Regions from separate parts of the Mus musculus genome. Here region 2 is linked to region 1. The links are chromatin contacts, called in public HiChIP or PLAC-seq maps. All regions are on one chromosome and are shown on one strand. The core of a region is the stretch at or near the end of the contact, and the rest is flanking DNA. Distances in the headings are between cores, read along the strand shown.

Region 1 (6,899 bases), core at 1,612-4,111:
TGCAATTCTCAGTCTCAAACACTTCTGATCTAATGACCACCGTTTGGTGATCAAAACTTCTACCCCTGCAGGTTGTTCCACCCTTTGTGTTCCTTAGTCTGACTCCACAGTAAGACTCTCACTTACCATTCAGTTACTATCTATCTATCTTGTGTGTTTGTTTGTTTTTTGTTTTGGCAAAGTCTCAGTGTGCAGCCCTTTGCTGGCCTGGAACTTGCCTTGTGGACCAGGCTGGCCTTGAACTCCTCCTCCCCTCCCTTTGGTTCCTCCTATCCTACCTTTCAAGGACTGGAGTTAAAGGTATGAGCCACCAAACCCAGCTTTCCAGTTGCCCTGGACCCTCCAATCCCCTGCTTTGGCCTTTTACTTGTAGATTAAAAGGCACGTTCCACCTTGCCTGACCTAAGCCTGAGTTTTTAATTAACTGATTGATTAATTAATTAATTAAGTCCATGGACGACTTAGAGGATTGTTTTCTCCTTCCACCACGGTGAGGGAAGGCTAGAACTCAGGTCCTCAAGTTTGGTGGCCAGCCACCTCAGCAGCTTGAAGAACAGTTTTGATTTGCAGTCCTCCTAAGGAAACTCCTAAGTGAGTCACTATCACACAAACCGGAGGGGAGAAAAGTTCGACTTTTAGCTCCCATAAGTAATGGAGAAAATAAAAGCAAGTCAAAAATAGCTTGTAAGTACCTAGAGAATATCTTTTCATCAGTTTGATAAGACTTAATAAGGAAGCCACATCCCTAAGTGCCTTAGGACAGTCTTAGAGTGTTGTCAACTTTTACCTAATTAAAACAGAGAGTCCTTTATCTGAAATTTTCCATTTCCATTCATTTTGACTGATTTCTTAGCCACCCAGTGACTGCAGGCATATCAGATGTTATATTTGGTAGACTCTACTCTTGTCTCCAGATTGAATTCTCCGCTGGAAACAACAACTAAGCTTCCCCGAGGGTGGCCTTCAGAGATAAATGTCTGCAGGAAGCCCCCCCCCCCCCCCCCCCCCCCGCTCTGCTCCAGTTAACACTCAAGCGAGACGCCCGTCACCAAAAACTCCGAAATCTCAAGCTAATAATCCGCATCTAGTCACCTGTGCCTCAAAAAAGACCAATTACGTTTTTTTCAACTATACACACACACACACACACACACACACACACACACACGGAAAAAGACTCAAGTCTGCAGGAAACAAGATGCGGCTGACCATAGGATTATCTGCTCTCCAAAAGCTGAAGCTTTAAAAAAAAAAATCTTTTTATAAACCCTTTAACTTCCCACTAAAGAAGGAAGACGATCAAATGAGAGATTAATACTAAGGGGGAAAGAAATAGAGAGAGAAAGATGTTGTTTGTTTGTTTTTTCCCAAAAGTCAGGACTCTATGGGGACAGTAGTCAGAACTGCCAAAAGTCCACCTTACCTTCCGTAAGTACTTGGCGTCGCTCACTTCAGAAATTAATACCATTCACAGCCCGGTAGCAATCTACAAGGCTAGGAAGTCACCTACAACATCTTCGCTGGCCGCACACTTTTAAATAGAAAACTAAATTAAAGAGTCTCCAAACTACTTCCCACCGTGCGGCTTAAAGCAACAGATCAGATCGCTCTAGGCTTTAACTCTTCCCGGGTTCTGGGAATTCCAGTTTGTCACAATTTCTTAGCCTGAGTGACCTGCGGTAAGAAACGTCTTCCCGGCCCAGAGCCTGGCTTCTCCGGGTCCGGGCGCTCGGCGGCCGGCTGGGCTGGGTCGTACGAGCCGGCTGCGGTGCGGCTGTGGCCCGGGCGGAGCGGCACAGGGTCGGATCCCGCGGAGCGCGGCGGAGTCCGGCTGCAATCGGTGCCTCTGCAATCCCTGCTCTTCCCGGTTCCCTCCCTCCGCCTCCTGCCCTCCCCCAGACGAGGCCATTCGCCTCACAGTAGCAAGGTTGTCTCGTATACTCCCTTCCCTTAAACTCACCAAACCAGATTTTTACTCCCAACACCGGCAACTTCCCGTAAATCTGCACTGAAATTTTATCCTGCTCGCTGAGCCTCCGCTGGCCGAAGGCCAGTGCAACATTCCTGTTGTTTTAGAAGCGCGGATACCTTAGCTGAAGGTTTAAAAAAAAAAAAAAATCATATCGGACTGGCCCCGATGCGGAGGATTTACGAACTTTGGCCGCTCAAAAAGTCACATCCATTTCAGACATTCAGAAGGGACCCCAGAAGTGGCACCTGCCCCACCTGGGGACATCTAGAAGAGTGGCTTCCGGCCGCCTATGGCTGTTTAGAGTAAGCCACCCTGAGCCTGCACCAAGGACTAAGGACCCTGCGCCTGACTCCCGGGGTGAGCAGTGCCACCGCCCCCGGCCTTGCGGGGCAGGAAGGCGCTGGAGCAGGTAGGGCGGCAGACGAGCCCCGCCGCGGGCCTGCAGGAAGCCAGGACCTCCTGGGCTGTTCTTACCTGAGGCTGAGCATAGCTCGGAGAGCACAGGCAGGCACGTCACGGGGGGCCGGAGCTCTGACCTTTGCCGGAGCCTTCACAGCAGGGCCTGGGGCCTGGGCGCCGCTGCTCGTTCAAAGTGGCTCATTCTGAATGCGCTCTGACCTAGTGTTACAGCTGGTTTCTAGAAAGGGAACAAAAACAGTGCAAGGAGAAACCTCAGCCAAGCCCTCCTTTAACCTTGCCTCTGATCACAGGGGAACTAAGTCTGACCCCCATCCCCACTCCCAGGAAACCCACCCTAGGGCCGCGGCCCCCGCCCCACCCCTCGGGTTACCTGTTTATACAAGAATTAAGGAGCCTCCCGCATTTCAATGGAGCGCTAAGCCTGTTTGCAGCGCGGAAACAGCCAACAGGAATCGAATTCTGTGACTAAACAAACTAGAAGAGGAAGCGGGCACCACAAGGAACCTAAAGTTGTGATTTCGGGTTGCAATGTCATGCAACTGAAAAAAAAAATACTGTTTCACAGTAGGCTACTTTAATTAAAAGAAGGACCCAAAACTACCCCCCCCATCTAGTTAAATGGAAGCTGATAGAATATCGGCATATAGCGTTAGCCACTGTTGTTAGTGATACTATTATTATGTATAATCCGCCCCCCCCCCGTAGAAAAACGTGCAATGGATGTTAGAAGGAGGCTCCAGACCCAACTCTGCCCTCACTATCTGTGAGCAAGTTAATTACCCTCCAGCTCTGAGTTTCTGGAAGATTCTAAGGATGGGAGTTTTGCTTTCACTGTGGACAGTTTCAAGGAGAAGGAAAGACGAAGTCTTTGTGAAGGGGTGTGCAACTGATTTTCGACTCGTGTACAAGTTTCAAGGGAAGTGGAGAGAAGTTGGCCCTGCCTTCCATGAAGTGCAAATCCAACGTCTGTGTCACGCGCGTAATTCTGACTCAGATTTAGGCACTAGACCTGACCTGCCACCCTGCAAGTTACTCCATAGGTTAAAAGTCAGTGCTAGCGGGGCGGTGGTGAGCACGCCTTTAATCCCAATCCCAGCACTTGGGAGGCAGAGGCAGGCAGATTTCTGATTTCGAGGCCAGCCTGGTCTACAGAGTGAGTTCCGGGACAGCCAGGGCTACACAGAGAAACCCTGTCTCAAAAAAAAAAAAAAAACAAAAACAAAAACAAAACAAAACAAAACAAAAACAAAAAGTCAGTGCTAGATAACAGTGAACCATGCAGTTTGAAGATCTGTGAATGTGGGGCGTGTGGGGTGTGGTGGAGGCTTTGAAAACTCATAGATATCATCCATAGTAATAGTGGAGGGTAGAGGGGGTATTTATGTTCCTTTTAACTTGACATATAAATGAAGAAATCCTAATCTCTTTATATTGAGGTCTTTCTTACTCAGGAACCCTTTCACCCATTTCCTTAATCTGATCCTCAGGTCTGCCTCAGGTCTGGAGGTGAAGACACTGTCCGTACAGAGGTTAGGTAAGCAGGCCAACTTTCCCGAGTGCCGACCTTTCCAGTCTAATCGAAAAGTCAGATCTTACCACCATTAGTAAAAGTAATTCCTGAAGCCAGCCAGGAATTCTGAAGTTCTCCATCCTTTTGATCTTCGATCTTTTATCTTTTAGGCAGCAAAAGTCAAGCCAGGCCAGTTTAACCATGTTCTGAATTCAGAATCAAGACTTTGTCGATAGGTGCACACATGTACTGAGAATCGCAGACTGTAGAAAACTCCCAGTTCCGAACTGTTCTAGGGGTTGATACAGTTAGTTAGCCACCAAGACTCCGCAGCTGTAAAAAAGGCTTCGAAACCAGTTTCCAAGAGACTTTCTGAGCTACAGGAGGCACAGCTCTGTGCTTCAAGATAGGTTTTTCCATAGGAAGCTCTGGGCCCAGCCTTGAGATGAGAGGACCACAGAGATTAGAGCAACGGGGTCTGTTAAAGTCAGCAACAAAGTCAACAGCGAAGAAAGGGAGGGAAGGAGAGGAAGGGAGGGAAGATGAAAGAGGTGCAGCTCAGTTGTTGAGCCTTGGCCTCGAATGAATGCAAATGTGTAGAAGCCCTGTGATGTAGTGCTAGCTGCACCTGGGAACTGAGCCCCTGAGAAAGGCACAGGCTCCAGGAAGCAAGTCTTCCTGTGTGCTTCCGAGTCTGCTCCTTTGCCTCAAGTGCTCAACTGCTGCCTGCACTTTTCCTGTCTGCTCATTGATACAGTAAACTGCTGTGCTATTGTGGCTCGTTTGCATAACACTGTAGCACCGCATCCCAGGCTGTTGTGTGAACTTGCTATCCTCCTGCTTCAGTTCCCAGTGATGGGATTGCACACACACACACACACACACACACACACACGCACGCACGCACGCACGCACGCACGCACGCACGCACGCACGCACGCACTGATACACCCAGCTTCCAAGTGAGTATGATTCTTTTGTGAGTTGGTTTTTAGGAAGTGTAAAAGGGGTGAAAGGGGGATTAAGACAAGATTCCATATAGCCCAGGCTGGTCAAGTAAAACATGTGATTATTTTCCCTACTTTCTACTCCTCTCCCTATAAGTATGGCAAAGATAACTCAGATTTTTTTTTAGAGACTGCATTGCACCAATGGCACCCAGGCTGCTCTTGAACATAAGTGCTTAAGCTACCTTCCTGCTCCAGTGCAACCACACCTGGCTAAATAAACTTTTTAAATGGCAGGTGATGGATGAGCCTGGTGATGGCTTAGGTACTGTAACCCCAGGACTCGGGAGGCAGAGGCAGGCAGATCTTGGTGAGCTTGAAGCCAGCCTGGTCTACAAGAGCAAGTTCTAAGACAGCCAAAGCTATACAAGGAAAACTGTCTCAAAACCAAAACAACACAATGCAGACTATGGAAAAATAAAACAAGCTTTAGTTATTTCTGTTTTGTGGATGGCCCTCATGCCCACAACATCCTACTCCGAGTCACATTAGCCCTTGAGCCCCATGACTTGGACTTTCTGCCTCTGTCCCATCCTGCCTCTGAGGTAGTGTTCCAGAATCAGTACAAAGAACAGGAAGGTTTGAATCTTGGGCTGGGGAGATGGCTCAGTGGCTAACACTTGTTGCACCCGTGTGGGAACCTGAGTTAGAACACACTGAAACCCATGTGCTTCTGTGGTGACACGGGAGGTAGGAACAGAAGACTCCCTGGAAAGCAAATGGGTCAGCTGGCCTGCCACACACAGTGGCAAACAACAAAGAGAGTCTGTCTCACCTGAGTTGGAAGGCAAGGTCCAACCTCCGGGGTTGTCTCTGACCTCCACACATGCTTGAGCACACACGCACACACACACACATACATGCTCAGTCATACACACATTGTACACATTCACGGAGAGACCTGGTTTCAGTTTAACCTCTGAGATGAATGATGCCACACAAGCTGCTTGGCTGTTCTGAGCTTCAGCTCCCGCATTTGTGAAATAACATCTACTCCTCTGGATTTTTAGGGGTTAAATGCAAGGTGAACTCTCAGCCCGGTTCCTGGCACTTAGAAAATACACGGGAAATACCATTTCCTGTGCATTGGTACCTGGAAAACACCTACCCCAGGCTCTCAAAGAATTGTCTTTCCTATATTTAAATCTTAGTTCAGTGCTGTGCCAAGACGTTCTCATTAAAAGAGGCAAGCCTCAGACCTTTATAAAGAACCACAACACAGTAAGAATTACTCGCATGCGACATTTCCAAAGAAACAATAATTATCAATTATGCTGACCACAACTGTATGGAACTAGATAGATAAGGCACAAATCATTTGCTTTACGCCAGAGCTCAGATTCAAAAACTGAGTTGCCAGGAATTTCTCCAAGTTTCTGATAGGTGAGAGAGGTAGAGTTTTAATGGCTTCTCACTATTCCATGGCTACTGAAGCTATGGCCGCTTTTCCTGCACCCAGTAAAGAAACAGATTAAAGAAGCTAAAAAAGATGGCCTTTGGCCAGGTGTGGTGGCCAATGCCTTTAATCCCAGCACTCTGGAGGCTGAGGCAGGAGAAGGCTTTGTCGTTCAAGACTGACCCGGTCTACCTACACAGCAAGCTCCAGAACAGCCAACGTGACGTAGTGAGTCCCCTCTCTGGTGTATTAAAATATCTACTTCTCCAACCTCACCTTTCTGCCGACGGCAGTTCCTGTCTGCTCATTATAAGGATAGAATAGCAATGCATGCACACTCACAGACACAGAAAGACAGAGGTTTCTTTTTTTTTTTTTTTTCTTTTTTCTTCCCAGTAATCATTTCCCCCTCACTACTGAGGAGTGAAACCCAGGGCTTCCTATCTGCTAGGCAAGGCCTCCACCACAGAGACAGCTGCCTCAGTCACACTACATTTTTGATACATAGCAGTTATTCTCTTAAACGGCCCATGGGAGGTCTAAATGGACGGTATGCAAAGAGCTGTGTCTGGAACAGGGCATCAGTGCTGCTGT
Region 2 (6,899 bases), core at 1,759-4,258, 62 kb before region 1:
CATGGTATTAACAGATTTAGCAAATAAAAAAATAATCTTAGTATATATTCTGTGCAATATTTGGGACATAATAATACTAAAAAACCATTTTTTTAAACAACTGTTTTTAAAAAGTATTTTATGTATGAGTACACTGTTGCTATCTTCAGACACACCAGAAGAGGGCATCAGATCCCATTACAGATGTTCATGAGCCACCATGGGAATTGAACTCAGGACCTCTGGAAGAGCAGTCAGTGCTCTTAACCACTGAACCATCTCTCCAGCCCCCTAAAAAATTTTTAACTTCATGAGCTTCCTAAGGAACTGGGCATCCTATTACACTTTATCTGCTTTTAACATGTGCAAGACAAAAACACTGAGAAATGCCAACTTAAACTATGCTTCTCACAGCTGTGCTAAACACTAATACCTTTTTTCCCCTCAGGCAGGGTTTCTTGTAGTCCAGAATGGTCTAGAACTTGCTACTTAGCCAAGGATGACCCTGATGTACTGATCCTCCTGCCTCCACCTTCCAAGTGCTGGGATTAGAGATGTGAATTTCTGCTTTTATTCCTTTTTTATATAATATATATATATATATTTTTTTTTTTTTTTTTGAGACAGGGTTTCTCTGTATAGTCCTGGCTGTCCTGGAACTCACTCTGTAGACCAGGCTGGCCTCGAACTCAGAAATCTACCTGTCTCTGCCTCCCAAGTGCTGGTGCCCGATGCACCACCACCGCCCGACAATATTTTTATTTTTAAGATTAATTATATCATTTCTCCCCCCTTTCTCCCTCCAAACCCTCCTGTGCAACACTCCCCAGCCCCAACTGACAAATTTATGTCCTCTTTTCAAAAAAAAAACTTTATATATAACACACACACACACACACACACACACACACACACACACACAGGTTCACATGCACAGAGTCTCAGGGCTGACCATTTGCTATACTTCCTTCTTATTTACTTATTATTTATTTTGGGTTGGGTTGGGTTTTGGGAGGGGGCACAGCTTCACTCTGTAGACCAGACTAGCCTGGAACTCCCTGCCTTAGCCTCCTGGGCACTGGGATTACAGAAATGACTCATGATACCTAGCAGTACATTCTAGACCAATGCCAGTCCCCAGATTCCTCTGTGGTGAGTCCAATTACAACTCTGAGTTCCTCATCCAAATGAGAAAATGAAACCCCAAAGAAGCTGAGTGAAGCTGCCGACTGGTGAAGGAAGACTTGGAGCCTACTACTCAGTCAGATGTCCAAATCTCAGCTTGTAGCGATTAGGCTTCTCCGGTCTGTTGGATGATGCAGGTTCCCCCAAATAGTTGGTGTCTTAAATTTCAGTGAATCAACCTCTATCACTCACCTGCTGTCTCACAGCTGTGCTTTCTGCTATGAGCAGCAGTAAAACCCAAGTGTAAGTGTGTGTGTGTGTGTGTGTGTGTGTCTGTGTCTGTGTCTGTGTGTGTAACTAGCTACCCAAAGCTTCCACAAACACTCACACTCCGAGCAGACTTTCTAACCACTGCTTCCCTCTGTGTGATGTCTTGCTCTAAGCTGGGGAGTCCCATGTAGGAAAGCTGTAAGATGCTGCGGCTTCCTTGATGGGGAACCACTACGAGCCTAAGCTGAGCCTAGTATCAGCCGTGGGGGTGAGTTGGGAATTTTTCCAAATTGGTACAGGCAAACCAAAGCAAGCAGGAGCATTGTTATAAACCAAAGTCCTGTTTCCACATCAGCATGGCCCCGTCCCCTGGGTATACTTAATAATCTTGGACTCCATAGCAAACAAATTAGGGGAAGGTTTGGTTTTTTGTTTGTTTGTTTTGTTTTTTAATGATCCAGTAAGAGGAGAAAGATATACACGCTACTGTTACATGATCAGCAAAATCCAAAAAAAATAGATTGACCAACAGCCAAGAAGAGAGGGCTACCTCCCATTACCAATCACTATAATACAGAAAACAGCAACCAGGGAAAGACACCCCCTCTTTCACTTGGGAAAGATTTCCTTTAGCAAAGGCAAGTCAACTTTCTTTTTTTTTTCTTTTTCTTTTTCTTTTTCCTTTTCTTTCTCTTTTTCTTTCTCTCAGGCTTGTTTTATGCATAGGAGCATTTTGCCTACATGTAGGTATGGTACCTAACGAGGTCAGAAAAAGATGTCAGATCTTCTAGAACTGAAGTGGTTGTGAGCTACCTACCATGTGGGTGCTGGGACCCGAACCCGGGTCCTCTACAAGAGCAACAGGCTCTTAAGTACTGAGCACTGTCTGGCCCTTCCATTGCACCTGTCTTTCCTTCCTCCTTCTATCCTCCTGCCTGTGTTTTCTTCCCTCTCTCCCTTCCTGTCTTTTTCTGTTTCTTCTCTCTCTCTCTCCCTCTCTCCCCCTCTCTCTCTCCCTCTCCCCCCACCCCCCTCTTTGGCTTATCCTGACTGTGGAGTTTTATCAGAGGTACGGCAGGTCAGATTACGCTAACAGTAGTTGTGTACACAGAACTTTAGTGGATGCGGCAAAGATGAGAGAAAAAAAGGTGATGGTGAGCAGAGGCCCAAACTGGAGTCTTAATGAAGAAGAACGTTTTAAATGGGGACACTTGGTACCACAGGAGAGAGCAGGTTTAGGGACAAAGCAGTTTGGGGACAGCCAAGGGCTCTGGACATCTGGCTTACTGGTACCAGAGGGGACTCAAGGCACCAGAGAGAAGAAAAGTCCAAGTCATTAAGAGAAGCCGTCTGGGCCAGACTGGCAGTGCTGCTCCCTGAGTGCAGACCCTAGCTCAGGACGGCCCTGTGCCTTGCCTCCTCAGAGAGGCCCCTATCTGTTCGCTCAATCCAGACCTTCCAGTGTCGAAAGGCTTGGGACAGACGGTGGCTTGCTACAACCACGGGCTATTTCTCATCTTTCACCTTCAATGTGCCTTCAGATTCGATTCTTGGGGCTGCCAGAAACTGTGACTCATCAAATTCTCAAGCCAAGAGCACAAGGACAGCCTCTGGCCTCACTTTGCAGACCCAGCCTGCTTCCCAGTCTTCACATACAGAGGTGGCAGGTCCCCGTGGTCCTGTTCTCACCAGCCAGGCTGCTTGCCTTTGTCTGCTGTCAGTATTGTCTAACGCACAGAGAACACAGAGCTTTAACTGTGTGCTAGCCTCGTTGTCCTTGTGCCCCCCCCCCACACCCCCAATATAGACCTGTCCTGGAAAGTGGTCAGTATTAGTTTAGTGTGGTAATGTGACAAGTTTGAGGCTAACCAGGGCTACATAATGAGTTTCAAGCTCTACATAATGAAACATTGTGTCAAAATTTGAACAACCACAATAGCAAATAAGGGTAACAATGTAGTCCAAGTCATAGCAAATGCTTTCTCTGCTAAGAGGCAAATGGTAACTATTTTAGGGATTTGCAGGCCACCCAGTTTCTCTTACATAATTTCCTTCCTTTTCTCCCACCCCACCAAAAATATAATACAGGCTGGGGAGATAGTTCAGTGGATGAAGGGTTTGCCACACACACAAAAGTTAGAACCTGAGTTCAAATCCTGATAACCTGGGTAAAGCTGGACACAGAAACACTCTCTAGAACCCCAGAACTCCTACAGTCATATGGGGCAGGACAAAAGAGTTCCCAGAAGCTTGAGGGTCAGCAAACAAATCCTGTCTCAAAATAGAAGATAAAAACCACCACATGTTAACTCTAAATGCACACCGTGACTCACACATGTGTGCACATGTGTACATAAGCATATACACACATTATATTATATATGTGTGTATGTATATATGTATATGCATGTGTGTGTATATATCAACAACAAGTCAGGAGGCTAGGAAGATGGCTCAGTAGTTGTGAGTGTTTGATGGACAAGCATGAAGACCAGGGTTGTGCTGGTTAACCCCAGTACTGTGTGGGCCAGAGACAGGGGGACCACTGGGACTTGCCGACTGACAGCCTAGTTAGATCCCAAGCTTCAGTTTCTGTCTCCAAAGAAGAAGGTGGAAAGTAAACGAGAGGGGACTGAACAACCTCCCATGGACCTCACTCACCCGTGCACACAGGCACACTGATGATAAATCAAATCACACACACACACACACACACACACACACACACACACACACACACTCACACACACACACACACACATACACTTCTATAGGCCAGAGGACTACCATCTACACTCACCATATATTGACATTTAGATACATCCTCTTTCAGTTTTTTCCTCTTTCCTGGCTACTGTAGCAATGTGAGTCTAAAACGATACATTGGGCTAGGAGGGTGATTACAGCATCAAAAGACCTAAGCTCAAAGCTTGGCTAGTCCATTGGGTCCTGGCCTTAGTTTCTTAATTTTAGAATCAATGAGCTATTCTACACAAAGGTGTTAACCTCCCTCCTAAATTTTTTTCCAATTTATTTATTTTATTTATATGAGTACACTATAACTGTCTTCAGTTACACCGGAAGACAGCATTGGACCCCATTACAGATGGTTGTGAGCCACCATGTGGTTGCTGGGTATTGAACTCAGGACCTCTGGAAGAGCAGTCAGTACTCTTAACCGCTGAGCCATCTCTTCAGCCCGAAGATATGGTTTTTTGAGACTGTCATAGAGACCCCAGGCTGGCCTCAAACTTACTGTGTGAATTAAGTTTGCCTGGACTCTAGCTATCTCATTTATATTTCAGGGTCTAGGCTCTGTCACATATAACACAGTTTGTTATTTCCACTGACATTAGAGGACACCTATGGATTCTGGCTGGAATGTCCAAAGGATGGATGCCCTTTCTGATGGTCCCTCAACCCTCTGAAGAGCAAGTGGCAGGAAAGTACACTCTCTGGTTTCCAGTTACCCTTGGTATGTGCTTTGAGTATATTCCTGGAATTCATTGTTGAAAAATGTTTTTTGAAGAGGACTTAAAACAGGGTTTCATAGAGCTCAGGCTGGTCTTAAAATCTTAAGTAGCCAAGGCTGGCCATGAACTCCTGATTCACCTGCCTCCACCCTCAGAGTATTGGAATCACAGATAGATGCCAGCAAACTGGTGTTTGTTTATTTTGTTTTGCTGCGATGTGGTCCCACCGCATAGCTCAGGCAGGCTTTGGATTCCTAGTCCTCCTGCCTCCAGATCCCTAGTACTCTCCTTACAGGCACATGCCAGCATTGACCAGGTTCCTAACACTCTTGGTGGAATTATTATAAATATAGGATGACTCTAGCTAAGTGTAAGTATAAGTATGTGCACATATATGTATATAAACATTTTTATATACATGTATATATAAGTATATATCTTGTGTTAGCACATATTAAACGCTCAATGAATACTGGTTTCAGTCTCACCATCTCTGGGGTGCCTTCCAACTCCAATGCTTCAGGACTTGGACAGTTAATCACTTGGTGATTATCTACATATGTGGAGAGGAAAGCACTCAGCACCAACAGTGCTAGGTCTAAAGACCGCCTGGGTGGAACAGCCATTCTTGCCAGGCACCTGAGGCCGACCCCTTACTCTCTGCTTCAGGAGTGCCTTGGACGTTGATGACTTTGGTCTCCGATTCAACAATACCTTATCTCCTTATCTATCTCTAAATCCTGAAGTTTGTCATTCTGGATGAAATCCATGTGGCTGTTTCGTTGCTGTCTTTTTTTTTTTTTAAGCATCTGATTCCAGCAGACACCATTGGGTATAGCTCAGGTGAGGGTCACATGTTCTGTTTGTCTGTCCTTGGTGTAGCAGCTACATACACATCTGGGAGCAATCCGTTTTTGATTAACGTAATAAAGCCTTGCAGGAAGCCTTGACTTCAATGCACATCTACTGACTGGCTGGAAGACACACACGGTTCTTGGTAGCTTCAGGACTGACATTTGTGGTGGTGGGGCTTGAACCCAGAGCCTGGTATATTCTAAGCAACTTCTCCGCCACTTAGTTAACATTTCAATGTCACCTACAAAAGATGCCTAAAGGTTTCCTGGTGACCTTAACCGAATAACTCAGCCTCAGAACTTGGGAGTAGTTTCCTACCTTCCAAGCCATTAAATACCGTTTACAAAGCATGGAGCCACCACTGAGCCCCTATTCTGCCAAAGAACACACGTTGTTGGTGCCCAGTTCTCGTTTTCCTTGTGCAGGGTTGGAGTAAACCTCTTCCTTGTAGTAGACAGACCTCCGTTATAGGCAAACACCCACTTGTCTGCCACATTGTTGGCTAAACCATGACTCATGTCTACCTTTCTACCTTTTTCACTTTGAAAATGAGTTATCTCAATTGGAAGAAAGAGGTGGCCTGATGAACTATGGAAGCTAGGGCACTTTTGTGGATAACAATATATGATCTATATTATATGCCCAGGCTGGTTTCGAACTCCATATGTAGCCGAGGATGACACTGGACTTCTGATTCTCTTGCTTCCACCATTCAAGTGCTGGGATTATAGACAACGTACCACCACATCCAGTTCTAGGAGATGTTAGGGATGTGTCTTAGCTAGGGTTTTATTGCTGTGAAGAGACACCATGACCATGGCAATTCTTATAAAGGGCAACATTTAATTGGGCTGGCTTACAGTTTTTGAGGGACAGTTCATTATTGTCATGTCAGGAAGCATGGAGGCACACAGCAGACATGGTGTTAGAGAAGGAGCTGAAAGTGCTACATCTTGACCAGCAGGCAGCTGGAGACTACGGACCACAATGAGTGCAGTTTGAGTATAGGAGACACAAAGCCTGCCCCCACAGTGACACACTTCCTCCAACAAGGCCACACCTCCTCCTAGTGCCACTCCCTATGACCAAGCAGTCCCAAGACCTGAGTCTTTGGGGGCCATTCCTATTCAAACCACCACAGGATGGAACCTAGGGCTTCATTTGTGCCAAGCAAGCACTTTGCCAATAGAGTTACAT

What was found. HiChIP or PLAC-seq counts read pairs in DNA pulled down with a chosen protein or histone mark.
Region 2: an H3K27ac HiChIP or PLAC-seq map of hepatocytes shows a contact between it and region 1, with 2.3 times the contacts expected there. The contact joins the enhancer-like site here to the promoter of Rbm47 in region 1. A contact is called at or near these places in 5 of 39 promoter capture datasets (the 3T3-L1 cell line, 3T3-L1-derived adipocytes, liver and 2 more), 1 of 15 datasets of contacts at CTCF or cohesin (CD8 T cells), 49 of 484 Hi-C or Micro-C datasets (the AML12 cell line, B cells, the C2C12 cell line and 29 more), 20 of 115 datasets of contacts at active chromatin or transcription factors (the HPC-7 cell line, T-cell acute lymphoblastic leukemia, bone marrow-derived dendritic cells and 13 more) and 5 of 9 other capture datasets (adipose tissue, bone marrow-derived macrophages, liver and 2 more).

Annotation. Positions count from the first base shown.
Region 1 is chr5:66,149,093-66,155,991 of GRCm38.p6, forward strand. Rbm47 (RNA binding motif protein 47) reads right to left here and starts at 2,862. Exons shown (of 8, transcript NM_001127382.2): 1 at 2,763-2,862; 2 at 2,447-2,609. It overlaps Gm26725 (a long non-coding RNA gene), which reads left to right and starts at 1,912. Exons shown (of 5, transcript XR_001785070.2): 1 at 1,912-2,381; 2 at 3,880-3,926.
Region 2 is chr5:66,087,328-66,094,226 of GRCm38.p6, forward strand. The region is part of intron 3 of Rbm47 (RNA binding motif protein 47); the gene reads right to left. Among named protein-coding and RNA genes, the nearest start is that of Gm26725, 60 kb to the right of the region's middle. Within about 2 kb of position 3,009, at least 107 of the 459 cell types and tissues checked have an H3K27ac peak or open chromatin away from gene starts, as enhancers often do. A contact at or near this core is called in 3T3-L1-derived adipocytes, the AML12 cell line, the C2C12 cell line and 16 more, where this site is marked.